Linked DNA regions of Gossypium hirsutum: region 1 is linked to region 2. The links are chromatin contacts, called in public Hi-C maps. All regions are on one chromosome and are shown on one strand. Each heading gives the region's core, a stretch centred on a gene start, on an enhancer-like site or on the middle of the called end of the contact. The rest is flanking DNA. Distances are from core to core; before and after follow the strand shown.

Region 1 (4,709 bases), core at 2,016-4,515, 300 kb after region 2:
AGGCTTGGCTTATAAACATGCAAGGAAGGAATGAGAGAAAAAAAAGGCCCAAGTCAAGGGTGGGGTCTAAGTTTTGAAGCTTATTGCGTCATAGAGTGTAGAGGGAAATAAAAACCCTCATGTGATCAACAGATAAAATAAGCTAATTAATAAAAAGAAAAGGAAAAATATCCTATAAAATAATAATGTGCATTCAATCAATATTATAAAACAGGTGGTGAATTGGCAACTGATAATATGGATACAGCTTCACACCCAAAATATTGATTGCTAAAAAAATGCCATATAAAACTCTCCCATTCAACCGCATTGAATCAATTATGAAAAGTTGCATTAAAGAAATCAATAATGAAAAGTATATAATAGCATTCATTCATGATCTGTCTCTCTCTCTCTCTCATGTATGATAAGGAAACTGTGTGAGAGTACTATACTAACAGTCTCAATCTTAAACAAATGTATAATCTTAATGGGTTAATTTAAAGATATAAACTAATGGGTGGAAATTGGAAACCCAAAAATGAAGGGGGAAAAACAAGGTTGCAGAAGCTCAATGAATGACGGCAAATCATTCTGAACAATAATGAGAAACTAAAAACTCACAGGACCTTGGAAGTTGATGAAACGTGCATCCTGTTTGCTGGGTAACTTCGCCCTTGATTGAATTTGCCCAAGAAATAAAGCAATAATAGACCCAGCAAGTAAATCTGAGTTCTGATCGGTACCATGCGTCAATAAATCAGGTGCATCAAAGACCCTAAACAATTTGCAAAGGTAAGCCTATCAAAGTATCCATGAAATTTTGACAAAAACAGGGTAAATTTATGGAAGAGACTTTAAAAGCTAAGTGCAGACTACATTTTATTGATAAAACTTCACATGTATATAACATAAAACATGAGATCTTCATACCTACAATATTCACATATAGAGGGATTATAGAATTAAAAAAAGACTACAAACTCAAAGCTCTTACAACATCATTCTAGTTGCAGGTGTGCACTCTTAAAAGCATATGCCTGAAATAAAAAAAAAACCAGCAGATGCATTTCGGTAATCAGCTGAAGCATAAAAGCTCAAACACCAGCAGTGAATTATCAACAAGCATGGACTGCCCTCACTGGTGATCCAAAGCAAGTTTTAGCTTTCAAACGATATTGCCCTGAGAATCAGCAACAACATGTAACAAAATTGTGGTCTGATTATCAGCTTTCCAAAAGCAAGCTATCACCTCTATCCCCTTGACCATGGTGCAGCTTTCCCTGAAATGAGCAAAATTGGATTTGAATTTCATAAGAGATGCATAACTAAAATTGTGATGCAAGCATATCCAAAACTAAAAACAGAATGAACAATGCCAGGCATATGCTAGTTTTGGGACACCACATGCGTTCCATGATGTTTTCTTGCAACTGAAGACGGAAACATAAATTATAATCATGCTTGCTTTCCCCTGTAATTTAATTAAAAAATTTTAACAATCAAAATGATCAAGAAAGAAAGTAATTCCAACACATTCATATGCATAAGCAAAAGACATCAAGAGTAATTTCGTCGCTCAGAACCTTTAAATTAAAAAAGGTATAACAGTGAATAAGTGAATCCCAAAACAATCTTCATACTGACATGAACAATTCGAACATCAAACAGTTTTCTAGCAAATTAATCAACATCTTCAAGTAAATCCAACAAATAAGAAACTTTTACCTTTACAGAACAGGAAGCAGGCATCAGAACGAGTTCATCTCCAGACAGTAAGTCCTTCTCTTAACCAGCATCTTAGCTGCAGTCCCATAAGGCTCTTCAAAAGCAGATGATAACCAAGAAGCATCCGAAACCTCTTTTTTCGAAGCAGATTGTTCACTAGGCCTGATAGCAACCAAAGTGGCACCTTGTAAAACAACCCCATCAGGCAAATCCAAATGAGGAGCATACCAAAGCCTCATATTCAGAGCCGGCACCAGCGTCCTTTTTGAAGCAGAAGAAGCTGATAATGGTTTCACTCTTAACTCCTCAAGCTGCTCACCGTTCATACAAAGCACCCCTTGTCCATCCGCATCGGTCAAAACCAAGCTATCCAGCGTCTTATGCTCTGCAATTATGGATTGAAGCAAATAATGCCTCGCTGATGCTGCGATTAACGAGCTAATAGTCCAAACAACCCTTAATTTCAAGCCTCCATTGGTATAAAACGACTCAGGGATACTCCCATTATCATCACCGTTGCCGACATTAGAACCGTTGTTGATGCAAAATCCATCGTTCCCATGCCCTGGTACTTGGAAATGCACATTGTTAAAAACAGAAGCAGCTCCGAGGATTACGCAGCTGTCAAGGGTTGATCCGAAATCGGCTCTCCATTTCAGCAGAACTCCGTCATCGATCCCTAACTCGCCGCCGGGCAATTCAATTCGGAGGAAACGAAGCTCGTTGAAATTTCTAAGCACTTGCGTCGGAGAATGATGGGTAACCCCACCTTGGTCCATTTCCCCATCCTCACCTCCGCCGAGACCGACAGATAAAGAGGAAGATGAAGAGGTATTGAGCGTTTTGTTGAGAGAGGGGCGTTCGGGGCCAAGGAATTGGCCCAAAGCTTGGAGGGGCTTGACAATGCCACCGAAAACGAGACGGAAGAGGGTGGAAAATGGACCGGCGGCACGTGATTTGACAGAGGAAGAAGGGGAACAATCGTCGTCTGAGATGACGCAATCGACACGAACGACGACGTTTTCAACTTGAGGGACGAGGGCGTGGAAACGACGCGAAACAACGCAGCATCGGCCAAGCGCTTTCACGTCGCCGATCATGTTGAAGACTAAAAGGAGAAGAGAATCGGGAAGACGGTCGAAGTGATCGATTGGTTCCGGGTGGGTTCCATGGATCGGATCTGAGTAAACCGAAGACATCAGGTTTTTTTTTTTTCCCGTTGAAGTATCCGTTCTACGGAATTCTAAAGAGGAAAAAAGGTGGGTTTGAGAGGGGAGAGAAATGGTTAATTGGGGGGAAACTGGAAAAAGCTGGTTGTTTTTAAGGGAAGGGAAAGGAAAGGTAGGGTGGAATTGGAAAGGGATGAAATTTGGGTGCCATGTCGTTGTTTGTGAGTTGAAGAGCGCTGGGAAAATTAATTTACAATAATAAATAATTCTTAAATCTTAATAATGACCTAATTTACCTACTCATTTCTTAAGATAGCTTATTCTTGCACTTCCACACTTTTTTTCCTTTTCACAATATATGGCAATACATACATTCATCTGTATATTTTGCATTTCAAAATATCCAAAATGTTTAACTGATAAAAAAGTTTGACATATGTTAATTTACCAGTTCAATTATAGTACCCCAGAAAATACCATGACTTAAAATTTAATAAAAAAAGTATTTATTAAGTGATTGGTATAGCAATTACGATCATGAGTTGAAATTCTTAACAATACAATCAATTTAAATAAAAGATGTGCAGTCAATTTAAAAGTTATAAACGTTTATGTTGCATCAGGTAATTTTTACTTCTATACACCCTCAACATATCACATATATATATATAAACGATTAATGTTTGATACGCTGACCATATGTATATTTTTTTATTTTATAAGTAGTTTTAAAAATTTATCAAGTGATTTATTTTTAATATTTTAATATAACCTCTTAACTCTGGTACTATGTGTAAAATCTAAAAATTCTACTCATCAATATAATTCCATACATAAAACGAAAATTAAAAGTCAAACACCAAATACGATTTGAGTTAATATATTATGTACAAGTAAAAGCAAGCACATGATGTAGGCATAATTTTTTTGGCGTTAAGTCACATCTCATGTGGTTTCTTGTTATGGGGTTAATGTGATTAAGGAAGCTTAATGAGTGGTTAATTCATTTAGCGACCCTGCTTTCGGTGCCATCTTCCAAATGTACCAATTAAGCATAAACGAACTCAAATTTGTTGGCAACCGTATTTCCTATATGTTCATTTAGTTTCTGGAAAAGAGTAAAGTTTGTGCAAAACATCCTTAATTCGAACGCATAAAAAATACATATATATATATATTTCTTACAAAGATGAAAAAGGAATATATGGCAAAAGAAGAATTACGTTTGGTATTGGTTGGAAGATATTTTGTTTTTTTCTTTGTTTTTTTTAAATATTATAATTAAACTAATTACAAAAACTAGACTATCCCCTCAACAGGGATGTCTCAGACAATAGTAAATTATATGTTCCATGCTGGACCAAACTGATCAAGTGATCAGCTTTTTTATTATCCTCGCTAAAAGTGTGTCTAATGTTCCACTGTCTAAATCGAAATAACATCTGATGGATCCTCCTAATTAACTTATAAGAGGTTTTGTTTTGACAAATAAATTTGGATCTTTTTTTTCTAACAATACATCTCAAGAAAAATAAATTTAACAAATGGTTGATTTAATTGATATTTGCATTTAATGCATTACTTTTATTGAATTCATTAAACATTAATGGAAGTTCTTTTCTTCCCCTATATTACATTCTGGTAAAAGATTATTCAATTATTACTTAATTATTAGTCACTTAACTTTAAAAAATTATAATTTAGTCACTAGCCTATTAATTTGGTAATGGATGTTAGATTTGGTTATTACTCACTATTCATCGTAAGATAAATTACACTTGAGATCATTTAGTTATTAGTAAGTTTATACTTTGGTAACTCAATTTTTTTAAA
Region 2 (4,667 bases), core at 535-3,034:
AAAAGGCAACAATTCAACATATTAAATCCCCGGAAATTATTAAAAAAATAATTAAAAACTCAAAAGAAGAGATAAAATATTTGGACAAATTTAGATGCAAACCCAGCAAAAGATATAACCTTTATCGAGAATCCTAAGCATATAGTAAGCTAAAACTCACCTATAAACAATGATGGAGCTGGTATAGAGGACTCCAAGTCAAGCCCTTTGGAGATTTCCATGCTTTAGTGACACTCACTGTGACTGTGTTATTCTATTTGTATCTCCACGAAAAAAAGAAAAGAAAAGAGAAGCACTGAATTTAGAAAGATTGAAGCTTTTTTCTTAGTAAAGGAAAGAAAGATGGCTCTAATTAGAGAGAGAAAGAGCAAAGGCCCCAAATATCTGCTAGCTGCTACTTGCTATAGTGCTGTGGCCAAGCAAATATATCTTTTTTCTTCTTCTTGTTGTCAATAGCAAAATTTTAAATTAATAAATAGAGATATTACATATTGCATTACGGAATATAGACTTATCTAGGAACTATTCCAATGATGAGATTTTTAACGTGGAAAATATAAATAAAATTGGGTGAAAAAGAAAAGAAAATACCTTTCTTTCTTTCTTTCATTTATTCAGTCTTCATTTCATTGAATGGCTGGGCATATAATGGTGGAAAAGAAAGTGCAAGCATGATAAAGAGAAAATATATAATGGAGGAAGAAATGGGGCAAAGAGTAAAATAACTCTTTTCTCTTTTTTTTCTTAGACATTGATATTTTTAGAATAATGGAGAAAAAAATAGGGGCCATCCATATTTGCTCCCCAAAAGCAGCACAAATTCTTCTCCGAAATAATTCTAAATCCCACCTATTCATTCATTTCAGATTTAGGATTTTAGTAGTAATAATCTTTTTTCTTTAATTTCCCTTATTATCATCTTTGATTTTTTTGCTTTTGGTTATTGGGATAGAGATAATTAAAATATATTTGAGGTTATGATTTAAAGGTTGGGTCGTTATCATATAATATAAGATAGAAAATAGATGTAGTGTGGGGGCATATGGGGTCAAATTTGGTGGTTGAAGAAGCCCTCAACATCCCCAATTTATTATTATTGTTTTTATCACTTTTACTTTTTTTTCTCTCTCATTTAATGGGTTTTATCTAAAAGAGTGAAATTCGTTTGTGCGATTTTCCATTACTAGCATCATACACTTACCCAGGAGTATAAATTAATTAATTAAGCTTGAATGGACATAAATTAAATTTGCAGAATGTCACCGCATAATTGGCAAAACTAAGGAATTATCAAATTTTATCCTAAAGTTTTATAGAAATCAAATTGCCAAGATTTAAAGTGGAATATAATGCAGCAATAGAATAGAAAAGTTTGTGGGGGGAGAGGACATATTTCAGGTACAGTTCGTTCATGACTTGTAGTATATGATTATTTTGCATCATTGATTAGAAATGGAGAAAGTGAAAGCGTCCATGGAGAAAAGTTCAACATTGCAATTATTGAATCCATGTACCCAATGAAACATATGGATTCCCACCACAATTCACCCATCGCTCATTTTGTGACACCACTCACTTTGAGGCCTTTTTGGTCAAGTCTTTTGCTCCTCATTTCTTCTTTTTTTAATCTTTCTTTTGGATTGGATTAAATTCGCATAATTCTTCGACTTTGTTTTGTTTTTTTTTAATTAATAAATCATTTTTATTTCATTTTATTTTATTTTAAAAAGTTTAAAACCCTTTCCTTTATATAATAAAAACTTTTAGTACTAGTTACTACGCGGCACACGCCCTTAGCTTTTGATATATCATCATCATCATAAACAATCTTGTGATAAGTGATACCTTTTCTTCCTTTTCTTTTCAATGATTTGGATCTTTTTGATCGAAGCGTGACGCGGTCGCAGACAATAAACATGGAAGAAGTCGGCCGCGATCGAACCGGGTGCGAGAATCTCCAGAGGGCGCTAAGCGAGTGCCACCAACGTTTCGGACCTGGTGCGACGCGGGACGCGGCATGTCGGCACTTGAACCGAGCCCTAGCGGAGTGCTTGGTCTCGTTTGTGTGCCCCGAAGAATCGGAGGCGGTTAGGACACTGTGCGGCAGCGGTGGAACCCGGCTGAAGCGGTCCCAGTGCCAGCAGGCCCAGCTTTCTCTCTCAGTCTGCATTTCTTCTCATCAACCAGATTGAACGATCCTGAGATTCTTTTCCCTTAGGAAAATTACCATTTTGACCTCTTTTGAGGAGAAGAGTGATACAAATTTTGTATTTGTTGGTAAATAACATCAGAATTTTATGGTTTATACACATAGATTATTAACAGTGTGATTACTTCTGAATGGCGTTTATATCATTTCAAATATTGAATTTAGATTACATTACATCACTTCTGGATAGCTAATAAAGTTTTATCTTTTATTATTTTTCATTTGCATTTCATATACATACGCCTATCTCTCTCTCTCTCTCTAGACCACCAAGAATTTTCTGTTCCTCTAAACTCGAACCACCCAGAACTGGAAAACTTCAAATGTCCATAACTAAGACGAATATTTCGTTAGTTTTAATCACAAATGACACTGTAAAACTTTGATTAGATACAAATATATATAATTCCATATACTGCTTGTATGCATATTAAGCTGATTATCAAAGAAAATACTGAAGCGACCATCGTTCCCCTTCCAGGTATTTATTGGTAACTAGAAACAACCTGCCACAATGTAAAAACTAAAAACTTTGATCTACGAGAGTATAACATATAATGTCTTTTCCAGAATTAATTCATCTTAAATGCAAGGGGAGTTGTCGACCGCAACAGCGAGCATCGGTGCATCATTGAACAAATAAACAAGAGCTTCTACTATGGGATACATACTTCCTAAGCAGTAAACCGTGCTCGGTCATGAGGAGAAGAATAGTCAATATTTGGGCCAACAGGGATTATCCCGAATGGATTTATAGAAGGGTGGCTACCATAGTAGTGGCGCTTGATGTGTTGCACATTCACCGTGCTGCTCATGCCTGGAATTTGGTAAATGTCCTTGGTATAGTTGTACAAATTCGGGTACTCCCGTAGAAGCTTTTTGTTGCACTTGAAATGTACGACATAGACCTGTTATGTAAACAAACTCGTCATCAATGGGCATGAAACGATTTTATTGCAAAGATGTCAAGGTTTTCCATCTTTTTTTCAAAAAGAAAATCAAAGCTTTTTTCCTTTGCCTCTGTCTGAGTTCAAGCAATGAACGTTATGGTCACCATTGAAGGTGTTTTTAGTTTATCTCAAATACATAATATTAGAAAGCTGTACGGGCAAAATGAAATACCTCATCGAATCTTATGAGGGTTACAAACAGTCGAATATCTGCCTCGGTTAGAATGTTTCCACAAAGGTACCGCTGCTTGGAAAGAATCTCCTCACATTGGTCCAAAGCGTCATATAGTTGTTTTACAGCCTGATGGTCCAATGACAATACATGCTTTAGAGAAGAATATAACTCTTTCAAGAATGTAAAGACCGACAAGTCTCGCATTGAACCGAAGATAACAACCACATGAAAATACCTCATCATAAGGCTCTTGTTTTCTAGCAAACCCGCATTTGTAAACACCGTTATTGATTCCGCTGTATATCCACTCATTCGTCTTGTCAATTTCGGCTCTCAAATGTGGAGGATATAGGTCCACAGCAGGATTCTCAGCTATATCGTTGAATTCGGTATTAAGCATGCGGATTATCTCAGCACTCTCGTTACTAACAATAGTCTTGAACTTCTTGTCCCATAGGACCTATAATATAACAGAAAGCACAAATAAATTGAAAGAACTTGAACATGGAAATGTAACGGAAAAACAGAATGAGAGGTGGGAGGCGCTTTTAATACTTTATGAACTTACAGGGACTGTGTACTTCCCAGTATAGTTCGTACTTGCAAGCTCTATAGTTCCCTTATGCTCTTTGCTCCGTTAAAGGGGTTGGGTGCAGCACCTGGCTCTTCTGTATCAGAAGTGGGAAAAACCCATCCCATGTGCTCATCAGTTTCCTTTGTCCTTTCCCATATGGGTTTGACTGACTGGTGAACAATTGAACAACAAAAGATCATTAGCTTTATGACAGATTTAATCAAACTACAAGAGCTTAAAATACATGGCATGATTCACCCACCGTAAAACCAATGGCCTTGTCAAGGCCTTTGACCTTCAAGTATGCAAGACACCTGGAAGCCCAAGGGCAAGCATAAGATACATACAAATGATACCTTCCTGACTCAGGTGGAAACTGAGAACCAGGGTCTCGAGAGATGAAGTTACGAAATGTTGAGGCAGTTCTCATAAAAGCCCCAGAATCTGACATTTCATCCAGTGCAGATCGAGCCATTTGACAAGTACGCTGAAAAAAAAAGCATCATTTCAAAACTTGTGACTTCTCAAAGTCCAACAAAATCATGCAACCTTCAAGATTCAATTAATAAGCAAGAAGACTTTCTCAACCCCAAAACATAACTGTGGTCCTTTGTCTTAAATTACCCATATAAATCTTGTTTATATATTTCTTTCAATGAATTCTCTCTATCCTGTTTCTGTATAATCAAGGAAACTTGACTCATTCAGCTATTAGCTGGAGAGTAAAATATTTACCATGAAATGAAGTTCATCATCATT

Evidence for each region. Hi-C and Micro-C count contacts between places; a contact is called where the count stands out from the background.
Region 1: a Hi-C map of leaf shows a contact between it and region 2, with 2.1 times the contacts expected there. The contact joins the promoter of LOC107905971 here to the promoter of LOC107905993 in region 2. A contact is called at or near these places in 2 of 34 Hi-C or Micro-C datasets (both in leaf).

What each region holds. Positions count from the first base shown.
Region 1 is chrD05:13,087,180-13,091,888 of Gossypium_hirsutum_v2.1, forward strand. LOC107905971 (F-box protein At5g46170) reads right to left here and starts at 3,266. Exons shown (of 3, transcript XR_001686641.2): 1 at 1,708-3,266; 2 at 977-1,262; 3 at 310-757.
Region 2 is chrD05:12,785,917-12,790,583 of Gossypium_hirsutum_v2.1, forward strand. It overlaps LOC107905993, which reads left to right and starts at 1,785. Exons shown (of 1, transcript XM_016832801.2): 1 at 1,785-2,423. The coding sequence starts at 1,917. The coding sequence ends at 2,192. LOC107905991 (glutathionyl-hydroquinone reductase YqjG) reads right to left here. Exons shown (of 7, transcript XM_041093817.1): 2 at 4,171-4,395; 3 at 3,949-4,078; 4 at 3,903-3,946; 5 at 3,570-3,794; 6 at 3,332-3,460; 7 at 2,613-3,117. The coding sequence ends at 2,884. It also overlaps the pseudogene LOC107905994.